Regions from separate parts of the Sus scrofa genome. Here all the other regions are linked to region 1. A link is a contact called in public Hi-C and targeted proximity ligation data. All regions are on one chromosome and are shown on one strand. The core of a region is the stretch at or near the end of the contact, and the rest is flanking DNA. Distances in the headings are between cores, read along the strand shown.

Region 1 (4,049 bases), core at 999-3,498:
TCGTTAGTGATTGCCATGATAGGCACCAAGGGGACTTCAAAAATTGTAATTTTAATACCTGTCAACTGAGTAGCCTTTAAAGAGGAAAGTGTTGTAAGAAAATACCTCCGTGGGGCACCCTGACTGTGGGAGAAGGCCCTCCCCTGATATTGGTGAGAATGGAAATAGAATGAAAAATGTCCCAGAGTTCCCGTTGTGGCTCAGCGGGTTAAGAACCCAACATAGTGTCTGTGAGGATGAGGGTTCAATCCCTGGCCCAGCTCAGGGGGTTAAGGATCAGGCATGGCCATGAACTGCCGTGTAGGTCGCTTGGATCTGGCATTGCTGTGACTGTGGCACAGACTGGCAGCTCCAGCTCCCATTTGACCCCTAGCCTGGGAGCTTCCATAGGCCGCAGATGCGGCCCTAAGAAGAAAAAAAAAGTGTCTTAAGGCAGAAGAAGGTAATGGGAAGGAGAGATGGAAGTTGTGTGTATGTGTGCACGTGCGTGTGTGCACACATGCAGAGAGAGGGTGGAAGACAGATTTCCCCAAAGGCAGGAGTCTGGAGCCTAAGGATTCCTGGCAGGATGAGGGGAGGAGTGGGGAAGGCATGACTTTTTTTTTCCCCCAACAGTTTTATTGAGATATAATTCACTTACCATCTCATTCACCCATCTCAAGTGCCCAGCTCTGTGTCTTTGAGTATATTCACGGGTCCACCTTTGGCCTCTCTTGTTTCATCGGCCTTCCCTCCTCCTTCATTGTTTCCCACTGAGTAGCTTTGAGCCAGTTCATACACTGGACTTGATGCTGTTAACTTAGCTCGAAGGCCAAAATTTTCCTTCATCCGAAAGCTTCAGTCCAAGTCTATACGCACATGAACTCCATGGATGGGCTTTAGGGACAGTGGAGGAATTGGGGCAGAGTCTCGAGTGGGTCAGCGTGGGGTGGGAAAGGAAAGCTCCTGAATCAAGCAGGTCTAGCTACCTGATTTGCAGAATGAAAATGTGCAGCCCTTTGTTCAACAATGACTAAGTACAACCACCATGGAAGACAGTATGGAGGTTCCTCAGAAAAGTAAATATAGAACTACCACATGATCCAGCAATCCTACTCCTGGGCATAAATCTGGACAGACTTTCATTCAAAAAGATACATTGCACCTGTGTGTTCATAGCAGCACTATTGACAAGAGCTAAGACTTGGAAACCCCTACATGTCCATCAACAGATGAATGGATTAAGATGTGGTACACGTATATAATGGAATACTACTCAGCCATAAAAAGAGTGAAATAATGCCATTTATAGCAACGTGAATGCAACTAGAGAGTCTCATACTAAGTGAAGCAGATCATAAAGAGAAAGACAAATACCACATGATATCAGTAATATGTGAAATATAAAATATGGCACAAACGAACCTATCTACAAAACGGAAACAGACTCACAGACGTCAAGAACAGACTTGCGGTTGCAGTGGTGGGTGGTAGGGAGTAGGACAGACTGGGAATTGGGAGTTAGTAGATGCAAACTATGACATTTAGACTGGATTAAGCAGTGCGGCCCTACTATATAGCACAGGGAACTATAGCCAATCTCCTGGGTTAGCCCATGATGGAAGATAATGTAAGAAAGGGAATGTGTGTGTGTGTGTGTGTGTGTGTGTGTGTGTAAACAAATGAATGGGTCGCTTTGCTGTACAGCAGAAACTGGCACAACATTATAAATCAACTATAATTTTAAAAAATTAAAGTTAAATTTAGAAAAATCATTTATGCCTAACTCATCCAAAAAAAGAAAGAGAGAAATTACTAAGAAGTTCAGGATGACAACAGTAGAGCATTAAAATCAAAGTAGACCCTCTACAACTGTACAGGTCATGTGCCCACGAGGCCAGCAAAAGGGCACCTAAGCAGAACGGATTCATTGGATGCAGGAATTCAGAACCTTGGGTGACTAGGAGAGACACAAACGCCCTTCACCCCCATTCCCTGGAAAGGTTCCAAGGAAAGTTGGGTCTCCCATGGCATGTGGGACCAAGTTCAAGCCCATTCCATTTGAATCTCCAAAAATAAGATGACCCCAGCTGACATGTGGGTTATAAGTACTTTAAAAAAAAAAAAAATAGCCATTTGTCTTAAGCCTTCTTCCCTAAGCGCCTGCAGTTGTTTTATCTGGCCACTCCATTTTGTCCTAGACTGAGTGTACTCTGATCCCACAGCAAATGCCAGAGCTGCAGTCTTCAGAACAGAGGCCCGCTGGTCAGCAAACTATCCAGAACAGCAACAGGACCAGGAGTCCCATCAGAGGCAGGCGGTCAGGGCAGACGTTGGCAGCCTATCATGGCACCCAGTCCCTCCCAGTCCCTTCCAGCCCAAACAGAACTCCGTTATCGCCCTCAAAGAATAGTCTCCACCAACCCAATGAACCTGATTTCCTGGGCTTATCTAAGGCGCTCAACCCAAGAATCCACCCAGAGATTCAAGGCTTTGCAGTGTGTGTTGGGAGGACACTTGAGGATAGACTTAGACGAACAGAACTTTGTCATGAAGGGGAATCCAACATGACAGAGAAGAAGGGAGAATGTGGAAGAGAGAGACTGAGCGAACTGGTGACGACCTTGTGGTGCCTCCTGTTCTCTGTAGGATGTTCAATGAATGTGTGAATGTTCATTCATTCGTTCCTGGACCTACTATATAGAAAAGGGGCTGAGTACTGGGCCGGAGCAACGCAGTAACCAACAAGATAGACACGGTTCCTACCCTCGGGGGCTGGAGAGGCCATCATAAACTAAAGAATTAAAAAACATTTTATATTTGATTAAATAATGTAATAACAATGGCAAAAACCCAACTACAACAAGTCTGAGTAAATCCTGCAGGCAGCGGTGGGGTTTATAGACAAGAGTGGATCTTAAAGCGAAGCCCGACTCACCATTGAGGCAATTCTCAGCAGAGTAAGCGTAGAAGCCGCACAGCCAGGAGAAGGCTCTGGCGGAGATAGGTGGCTCTCGGTTTGGCTTTTGTTTTTGTTCCTGCCAGCACTTTCTCTCCCACTTTTAGTAAAAGGCACGATGGCCCGTGGGAATACCGCCAAAGACAATCGCTCACAATACCCAAGCCTCAGCTACCGTCATTGATCCAGGTGGGGGTGTCATGACTCACAAGGACCAATCACAGCAGCCCACTTCTGAACTTGGCCGCAGTGATTGGTCCAGGTTTGGGCATGTGACCAAACGGAGCCAATCCAGGATTGTCCAAACTGGAGCAGGTGGGAAGCTTGCTTTTCGCACCCGATCTCCAGCCTCCGCCTCGCAGCTGATTGAGGCCAGTCTGGAGGGTGGGAGAGATCAGGGGCGGGATAGGGGACAGGGGAGGACGAGAGCACGCTCTGTGTTCTGTCTCTGTATCCAAGAGCATTATCAGCGTCTCTCCTTCATCATAGCTCCCCTAATAGTGGATCTCACATCAACTCTGTATGGTCCAAAGCGTTCTGATTCGGGACTTGGGAACTGTTTGCCTCTTCATGTATTGTGTGAAGCTAAAAGGGGTAGGTTATCGTCCCTCAGCCTCCCCTAGGTGTGCCTGCTGTACTTGATTGAGAATGATGGGTTCCCTAGACACATCTCCAGGCCGTGCCCCCCACCCTTAATTTACCGCTGAATCAGAACTACTCACTTGCTCTTGGACTTCAAGTCCTGCCCTCTTCCTGCCTGCTTCCATCACCCGAACTCATCCCCAACCCACACCCCACCTCTCTTCCCCACCCCTCTGTCCACCAAGGGCAGATCCTGCAGCTTGTCCTTGCTTCTGCTCTGATGCCCACCAGGTTCCATTTGTAATGATTTATTTATGACTGTCCCCCTCATGAGTGGTGACCTTGAGCTTGGGGACCCAGGTCTCACTCACTTTTGCACCCCCAGCTGTTGGCACACTTGGCAGGCGGGCAGCCGGCAGCAAGTATAGAAGAGAGGAAGGAAGGGAGAGGAGGAGGTGGGGAGAAAGGGTCATTCCTTCCTGTGGATTCTAATCAACCAACGAGTCACTCACAGGGTCAAGTTCTATAC
Region 2 (4,049 bases), core at 677-3,176, 190 kb after region 1:
CACATCACTCTCATCGGCGAGAAGCACTCAGCACTGGGGTGCAGGGGGGTGGGCAGACTGAGTCAGTGAAGAAATGCAGAATCTCCTCCCAACAGAACTGCACAGAGTGGAGGAGCAAACCAACACCTTTTTTCTTTCTTTCTTTCTTTTTTTTTTTTAATGTAAATGTACAGCTGAGCTTGAAGGAAAGAAAAGGAAATCCTCGGGTGTCAGAAATGAGTGAGAACTGAAAGCCAGATGTTAAGAGTCCTGCATATAGCTGTGCACATAAAAAAGACTCACCCATTGGCTGGGAGACCTGGAACCCAAGCCTGTCCCTGCCTAAGGCTGTGGGTGGGAAGAGAAAAGTCCATAGGAGAATTCACACCTCTGACTGCTCCAAAAGGGAGTGTTCAGAAAAAAGAAGCATGGGAGTTTCCGCTGTGGCTCAGCAGTAATGAACCCAACTAGTATCCGTGAGGATGCAGCTTCAATCCCTGGCCTCACTCAGTGGGTTAAGGTTCTGGTGTTGCCGTGAGCTGTGGTACAGGCCAGCAACTGAAGTTCTGATTTGACCCTTAGTCTGGGAACTTTGATGCGCCACAAGTACAACCCTGAAAAGCAAAAAAAAAAAAAAAGGAAAGAAAAGAAAAAGAGGAAAAAAAGCAGCATGTATGGTGAATAGTAAAGATAAATTGACCAAATTCACCATTTATAAAACAGGGATTCTCAGGAGTTCCTGATGTGGCATAGCAGGCTAAAAATCTGGCGTTAGAAGTTCCCTTCACGGCTCAGTGGTTAATGAACCCAACTAGGATCCATGAGGATGTGGGTTCGATCCCTGGCCTCCCTCAGTGGGTTAAGGATCCGGCATTGCCATGAGCTGTAGCGTAGGTTATAGATGCAGCTCGGATCCCATGTGGCTGTGGCACAGGCCGGCAGCTGTAGCTCCAATTTGACCCCTAGCCTGGGAACTTCCATATGCCTTGGGTGCAGCCCTGAAAAAAAAAAAAAAAAAAGAATCCAGCTTTGTCTCTGCGATGGTGCAGGTTCAATCCCCAGCCTGGAACGGTGTATTAAAGATCTGACATTGCTGCAGCTGTGGCTCAGATTCTATCCTTGGCCTGAGAGTTTCCAAATGCCACAGGGGCAGCCAAAAAAAAAAAAAAAAAAAAAAAAAAAAAGAAAAGAAAGGAAAAAGAAAAGAAAGGGATTCTCTGACTGAAGAAAATTGAATGGGCACCTATTTGTTATTCACAAAAGACGCATCTAAAGCAATCCAGAAAAGTCAAAATAAGAGGCTGGAAAAGAAATGAGGCAAATGAGGCAAATACTAACCAAAAAATGAAAATACTTGTATCAGACAAAACTGAGTTCAGGGAAAAAAACAACAACAACAACAAACTACTAGTTAGAACAAGAGCACCAACTTGTCCCCAAAACAGAAACTGACAGAATGATAAGGAGAAAGCAACAATTTCAAAACCACAGTACGAGTGAAAAACCAAACACAACAAAACAAAATCCCAATTATAAATTTACAGATCAAGCAAATGCAAGCAATGAGTAAACAACTAAGAGATGAGAACCACGTATTATTTCACAAGCTTGACCTTCTGGACAGAGGGAACCCTACACTTCACAACTGGGAAACTGTACTTTCCCTTCGAACACACTGGAATATTTATAAACACTGACCAGGTCACAGGGAAAGACTCAACCAATATCATGGATGATCTGTCTTAACCGCCTTCTCCAACGTGAAGCAGTAAAACCAGAAACTCTACGGTGGGGACCGGGGTGCAGATGAAGATGACCACCAGCTTCTCCCCAACCCGCTGACCCCAGAGAATCCCCCCTCCCGCCGGCCTAACATTAATGCTGTGTATGTGGAGACCGAGGAGAGACTGCATCCTTCTGGAGCCCAGGCCGTGATGCTGTCACTTAATCTCAAAGACAGAGCAGCAGCTGACCACGCGGCCAGACAGGACCCGCTCGTCTCCAAGTGCCTCCTGGGAGTGAGGCGAGGATTCGGCAGATAACAGACTCAGTCATTCAGGGGAGCCCAGAAGCCACACAGTAGTTGATTCTAACCTGTGAGTTTTATTCAAGGTCTCTTTTCTCTTAGCCCGGGACACTGAAAACATTTCATGAGCTGTTGTTTTCCCAAGGCAACTACCTAGTTACGATTGCTCGGTCTGCCTTTGTTTTCCCTTAGCAGTAAGCTGAGCTCTCCAAGAAGAGCTGGGGCCCGAAGGCAAACCAGTATATATTACCCTACCCTCGGTCCATCCCAAGCTGCTCAGATAATCAAGATTCATTGCCAGGTACACTTTCCTGTCCAAACATGAATTATGAAAAAAGAGCTTTCCTCCTAGGGGCAGCTGTTCACTGCGGCTGCTAAACAGCAGCATTAGGAGTATTCGATTTATCAAGATAAGGAGACAAAGATCAAGCTCTAACATAATCACTTCTCCCAACGCATTGAAAAGGGAGGGGAAGGGCTAGACTGGGAGGGGAAAAGGTCCCTTTCCTCAGATGGGAATCTAATGAAAATTTAGAGGGAAGTCTTAAATTCACTTAAAATACTTCACGGAAAACATTTTATCTCCACTTACAGATAATTTCCCAAATAGTATTCTGCTAAACTGTTTCTGTAGCAATATTAAAAATGACTATCAGGAGTTCCTATCGTGGCATAGTGGTTAACGAATCCGACTAGGAACCATGAGGTTGTGGGTTGATCCCTGGCCTTGCTCAGCGGGTTAAGGATCCGGCGTGTGGTGTAGGTTGCAGACGTGGCTCGGATCCCGCGTTGCTGTGGCTCTGGCATAGGCTGGTGGCTACAGCTCCAATTGGACCCCTAGCCTGGGAACCTCCATATGCCACGGTAAGCAGCCCTAGAAAAGGCAAACACACACACACACACAAATGACTATCAACTGCTTGTAAAACTTCCTCCAAGGAGTTAATGTCAACACAGTATAGCCACTGGTACCACTGAGATCCTGTCCCAAGGTTTTATGCGTATCTTACTTCGTTTGGATCCCTCGAATCTTTCTTTTATTAGAGATTATAGAATTTCATACATACATGAAAAACTGAAACTCCTACATCATTTGTACACCCACGTGAATCTCTGCTTTAAACAGAGCCCAACACAGTATACAGAGTGGGGAGGAAGGAAGACCCGTTCTACCTCATTTTTCAGTAATTTCATGACACGGGAGAGAGAGAATTTAAACAATGACAGATTTTAAAACAGTCTATGATAGATATTTTTCCAACAAATACTACTATTACTACTACTACAAAACAAAATGCACACACGTAGGGGGTCTTAAACAAAGTACTTCCTTGTTTCTGTTTGTCTGAGGTTAGCCACAATGCTTACAGATCATCTCACGACAGAATTTCAGTTGGAAGATCTCCGAGAAAACCACGCAGATTAAGTGCCTATGCCACTCTTACTAAGTGTGACCCTCTGCAGATGAGGAAGTAAAAGCACCAATGGATGAAGGCTCTTCTCTGCCGGAAATGAAACAGACGACCCCAGCCCACCTGTAAGGTAAGAAGTGTCTGGGAAAGGCAGGAAGCCATGTTTGAAGCTGTCCAAGACCTGTCAGTCTGGGTACTTAATACTGATAACCGAGCTGTCAATGCAGTGGTCACAGAAGGGACAAGGCCTCTGAGCTCATGAGGTGGGGCATCAGTCACTCTCAGACTGAGGGAGGGCACCTCCCCCCCCAAATCTGCATGAAAGTCAGAAGGGCCATGTCCATGCACAAGCTCCCAGGCAGGTATGTGGAGGCCGAGACACGCCAGCTGTGGGATCTGCTGGGGCCCAGGATGTCCCACTGAGCCTGTCTTCACTGTCACCCAGCTGTGAGGGGTCCCACGTGCTGCTCAGTGAACCCAATAGACTGGCCCTAGAGACCTGGAAAAGACACTTTCTGGGACTGCAGGCTCCACTGGGGAAAGGGCGACTGCGTGTTATGTGTGCAGAGGTGAAAAGAGAGATTGCGAAATGGGGTAGCAAGTCCCCTCTCAACCAAATCTGCTACCTGTTC
Region 3 (4,049 bases), core at 761-3,260, 150 kb after region 1:
GTGTGACCCTAAAAAGACAAAAAAAGAAAAGAAAAGAAAAGCAACAGTGACAGCAGTGCTGACCACCATGTGAAACACTGAAGATCCACTCTGTCTGTGCCCTGCTGTTCTGCATACATGTCTGCTGTTCACGGTGCATTCGCAAGGGAGAAACTATCTTTATTGAAGATGAGAAGGCAGGGGCACAGACGTTGGGGGATGATTTTGGACCACAGCACAGGCCGGCAGCAGTGCTGGGATGCAAAGCCAGGCCGCTTCGACCCTAAGGCCGGGGCCCTTCCTGCTGTTCTGCATTTCACTTTGGACGCTGCAGACTGAAGATATTCCCACAATACTTGAGACAAGCCTCTCCTTCTGCTTTTAAAGACCGCTAATTCTCTGTAATGTGCCTCTGGCAGGAGCACTTGAGAGCTGGAGCTCGTTCTCTCTTTGGTGTTAATGCTTGACCAAGGCCAGACTGGTCCTGCTGCCTCCTCCTCGGAGAGGCTGGGGGATGGAAGGTGCAGGAAGGGTGGGTGTGAGAACCCATGGAAACCTGCTGGCAGGTGGGTACCCACGTGCTGGTTCCGGCTTCTGCAGCGTGAGCAGGTTTCCCCCCGGGCGCCCTCTCCCTGCCCACAGCTACCACCAGCAAGACAGCAGGGGCCGGGCTGTGCTGGGAGGGGCTGTGGGAGCAGACCTGGGACCTGGGCAGCTGCACATGCGCCACAGCGTCCAAACTAGACTGTACACCCACTTCAGCTCTTGGTACAGAGCGGTTCTCAGCAAATATTACGTGGGAGACAGGCAGACACGCCCCACATACCTCACACCTGACTCTGTCCTCTTCACTCCAAGTGAGCTAGACTTGCCAGCAATTGCTCAGCACGACAGGAGCTACAGAATGTCATGCCCTAAATGGTTAGCCATCTAAAGAGCATAGCAAAATAAACAAAAAGAAAAATGGCTCCCAGTCTTGTTTTTAAAAAGTTGTCCTTACTAAGTTGGCTGAACTTTTCAAATACTCACTCCTGAATTGAAGAGAAAAAAAGGGGGGGGGACCACTAAGGGTATTTAAGAACTTTCACATTTCCCAAGGAAGTAGGGCGAGTTACTGCAATGGGAGCCTAAAACAGGGTGCTCTGACTCACTCCCAGGAGGGGAACAGAAAGCATTCAGTTCTGCAGATACGCTGTTGACCAAAGTCACTGGGATGGGAGACCCCCAGAAAGAGGATCCTTTCCTGAAAATGTTATTTCTCCAGACAGTGACTTTTCTTGCTTTCAAAGGGCTGCACCCCTGACTCTCTTGCCCCGTTGATCTAACCACTGAGCCACGTGTATGACCAACAAGCGCCGTCCATCCATGCGTCCATCCAGCAGCTGCTCCCCGAGTGTCCGTCCCAGGGACAATGCTGGAGATCTGGGAAAACCAGATCGAGTTCCACCCTCTCGGCTCACCCGTCACATGGAGAGCTTCCCGTAGGCCTGAGGCAAGCTGCTAGAGCAGGTTCATCTCTCCGGTGATACAGGAGAAGCCGCCACTTCTACGTGACCATGCTGTACTGCGGCTCGTCGGCCAACGTGCATCGCCTGGATTTTCCTGCGTTTCGTTCCTCACTCGGGCAGGTTTACGTGCAAGGAGGCCCCTCAGGGATGACACCTGCAATAACGCCGCTCTCTCGAGTTTGATTTGGACAACCCGGGAAAAGAGTCGGCTTGAGTCAACGTTCCCCATGAAAGCAAAGCAGATGATAAGGTCATAAAGGAGCCAAGATGATCTAGTGAACAGCGTCCGGCTGTTTCCCAAGAACGCGGTGCTCAGCCCCGAGGACGAACGTCACCAGCGGCTCGCTGACCACGGTGGCGAGTTCATCGGAGCACATGTGGAAGTAGGATCGCTACACGGGGGAAACGAATAACAGCCCACTTGTCACCGCTGGCCTTCACGTGGCAGTCATGTACCAGCATTCCTTCGAGGCCCAGCAGCTTTGCAGCTCTCGGCCTTTCATCTCGGAGCCAAGCTCTGGCTGGGAGCCACCCCGCTAATGGATGAATCAGCAAAATGAACTGGCTGTCAGCTGTGTTCTCCAGCGATTCCAGCTCGCCCGGCGGCGGCGGCGGCGGCGGCGGCAGCAGCGTGGGCCAGGCGGCTTGGTAACACGAACCTTCTCCAAATGTGTCAGGGAAATGATTCAGGGCTAGCTTTCGGTCGTGCCGTGCCGCTTTGTTAAAGCCACCGGGAAACCAAACGCAGTGGGGGCCCTCCCCAGTTCCCTGCAGATGAGTGAGAGCGGCTCCTCCCCCAGAGCCTCCCCGCCCACCCTGGGCCTCCCTGGGCAGGGTCTGCTCACACCCCTTACGGGGTTCAATCACCACAGCCGCCCCAAGAGGAAGGGGCATCCCAGGCACCACACAGATAAAGGGACTGAGCATCAGCTTGCCTATGGTCTTGCTGTGTGAGCAACAGCCGGTCTGGAACCAAAACAGGATTTTCGTTTTTTAATGTAATATTGCCCCAAGTCTGACATATATTTGCGGGTATTTATGTGTCTGTGTCGATCGACAATTCCAAAATGTTTCCTTCACAGGATTCTTAAAGAACTACTTAAAATATGTAGACGTTTTTCTAAAAATTTAGAACTTTCAATTGGCACAACACTGTAAATCAACTATATTTTAATAATGAAAAAAGTAAAAAAAATAGTCCTAGTGGAGAGTGAAAAAAAAAACATAAAAATTTAGAACTTTCCATTATTGTCAAGCAAAAAACTCTCTCCAACTAAGCTGAGAGTCATGATGTTCGCGGATCAGAAGACTTGACGTAAGATGTAGATTCCAGCCAAAACTGATCTATAGCTTTAATGCAATTTCACTTTTAAAAATTCCAACATGTTAGTAAAACATTGGAAAAAATTAAAAATGAGATTAAAAAACCTCAACAGAACACAGAGCAGTGAGACGGGGAAGGTCAGCCGCAAAGTGGGTGAGAGAATTCTGGGGGTCCTATTTTTTTTTTGGAGGGGGGGCCCTATGTCTTGATGGTGGTGATGATGACATGATGGTCTGCATTTATTCACACAAAAACCAGAGTTCCGGCTGTGGCACAGCGGAAATGAATCCGGCTAAGAACCATGAGGTTGTGGGTTCAATCCTTGGCCTCGCTCAGTGGGCTGAGGATCTGGTGTTGCCGTGAGCTGTGGTGTAGGTCGCAGATGCGGCTCAGATCCCGAGTTGCTGTGGCTCTGGCCGTAGGCTAGCGGCTACAGCTCTGATGAGACCCCTTAGCCTGGGAACCTCCATATGCTGCGGGTGTATGGCCCTAAAAAGCAAAAATAACAATAAAAATTAAAACAAAGACCAATATAACAGAACAGTATGTTTCACTGTATATATATAACTTACACCTCAATAATTCTGTGGAATGTGAAAGGTTGGATCTTAAATCTTAAATGGAACAATGACAACCCAAACATTTCTGAAGACTAAAGAAGAGAGACTTGCTTTGCTAGCTAAAAAGGCTTACTATAAACCAGTAATACTTAAAAACGACGGTGTAGTAAGAGTAACAGAGATAACGTGACCAATGGGAGAGAAGCGCCTGGACACAGACAGACCTTACGCATCTGTGCAACTTTGACTTTTGACACAGGCAGCATGACACTGTGGAAAAGGCAAAGCTGGAAAAACTGTTTATCCATAGGAAAAAAAAAAAAAGAAACTGGATTCTTACACTCGGCAGAAAAATCAACTCCAGATGGATGAAGCACTTAAATGTCAAAAGCAAATTCTGAAAACTTGAAAAGAAAATGGAAGTGAATATCTTCCCAAGCTTGAAGTAGGAAAGAATTTATGAAGATACAAAAAATCGTTAAGCATTTAAAAAAAAAAAAAAAAAAAAAGATCAGTAAGTCTGGCTACACTGACGAGGAAAACTTGTTCATCAGAAGCCACTTTAAAGAGGGAAGACACTCTACCAGCCAGGAGAAGGTATTTGTAACCCGTGCAACTGGTGGAGGCTTAGCACCAGAATACCTGAAAACGCCTACCAATCAGTAAAGGAACAAACAT

The links. A called contact is a pair of places that touch in the nucleus more often than the background predicts.
Region 2: a Hi-C map of liver shows a contact between it and region 1, with 5 times the contacts expected there. A contact is called at or near these places in 5 of 47 Hi-C or Micro-C datasets (embryonic fibroblasts, liver and skeletal muscle) and 1 of 2 datasets of targeted methods (skeletal muscle).
Region 3: a targeted proximity ligation map of skeletal muscle shows a contact between it and region 1, with 2.1 times the contacts expected there. A contact is called at or near these places in 3 of 47 Hi-C or Micro-C datasets (psoas muscle and skeletal muscle) and 1 of 2 datasets of targeted methods (skeletal muscle).

What each region holds. Positions count from the first base shown.
Region 1 is chr3:28,898,945-28,902,993 of Sscrofa11.1, reverse strand. No RefSeq gene overlaps it. Among named protein-coding and RNA genes, the nearest start is that of MIR365-1, 7.2 kb to the left of the region's middle.
Region 2 is chr3:28,709,983-28,714,031 of Sscrofa11.1, reverse strand. All of the region lies in intron 21 of PARN (poly(A)-specific ribonuclease PARN), which reads right to left. Among named protein-coding and RNA genes, the nearest start is that of PARN, 95 kb to the right of the region's middle.
Region 3 is chr3:28,749,697-28,753,745 of Sscrofa11.1, reverse strand. The region is part of intron 21 of PARN (poly(A)-specific ribonuclease PARN); the gene reads right to left. Among named protein-coding and RNA genes, the nearest start is that of PARN, 130 kb to the right of the region's middle.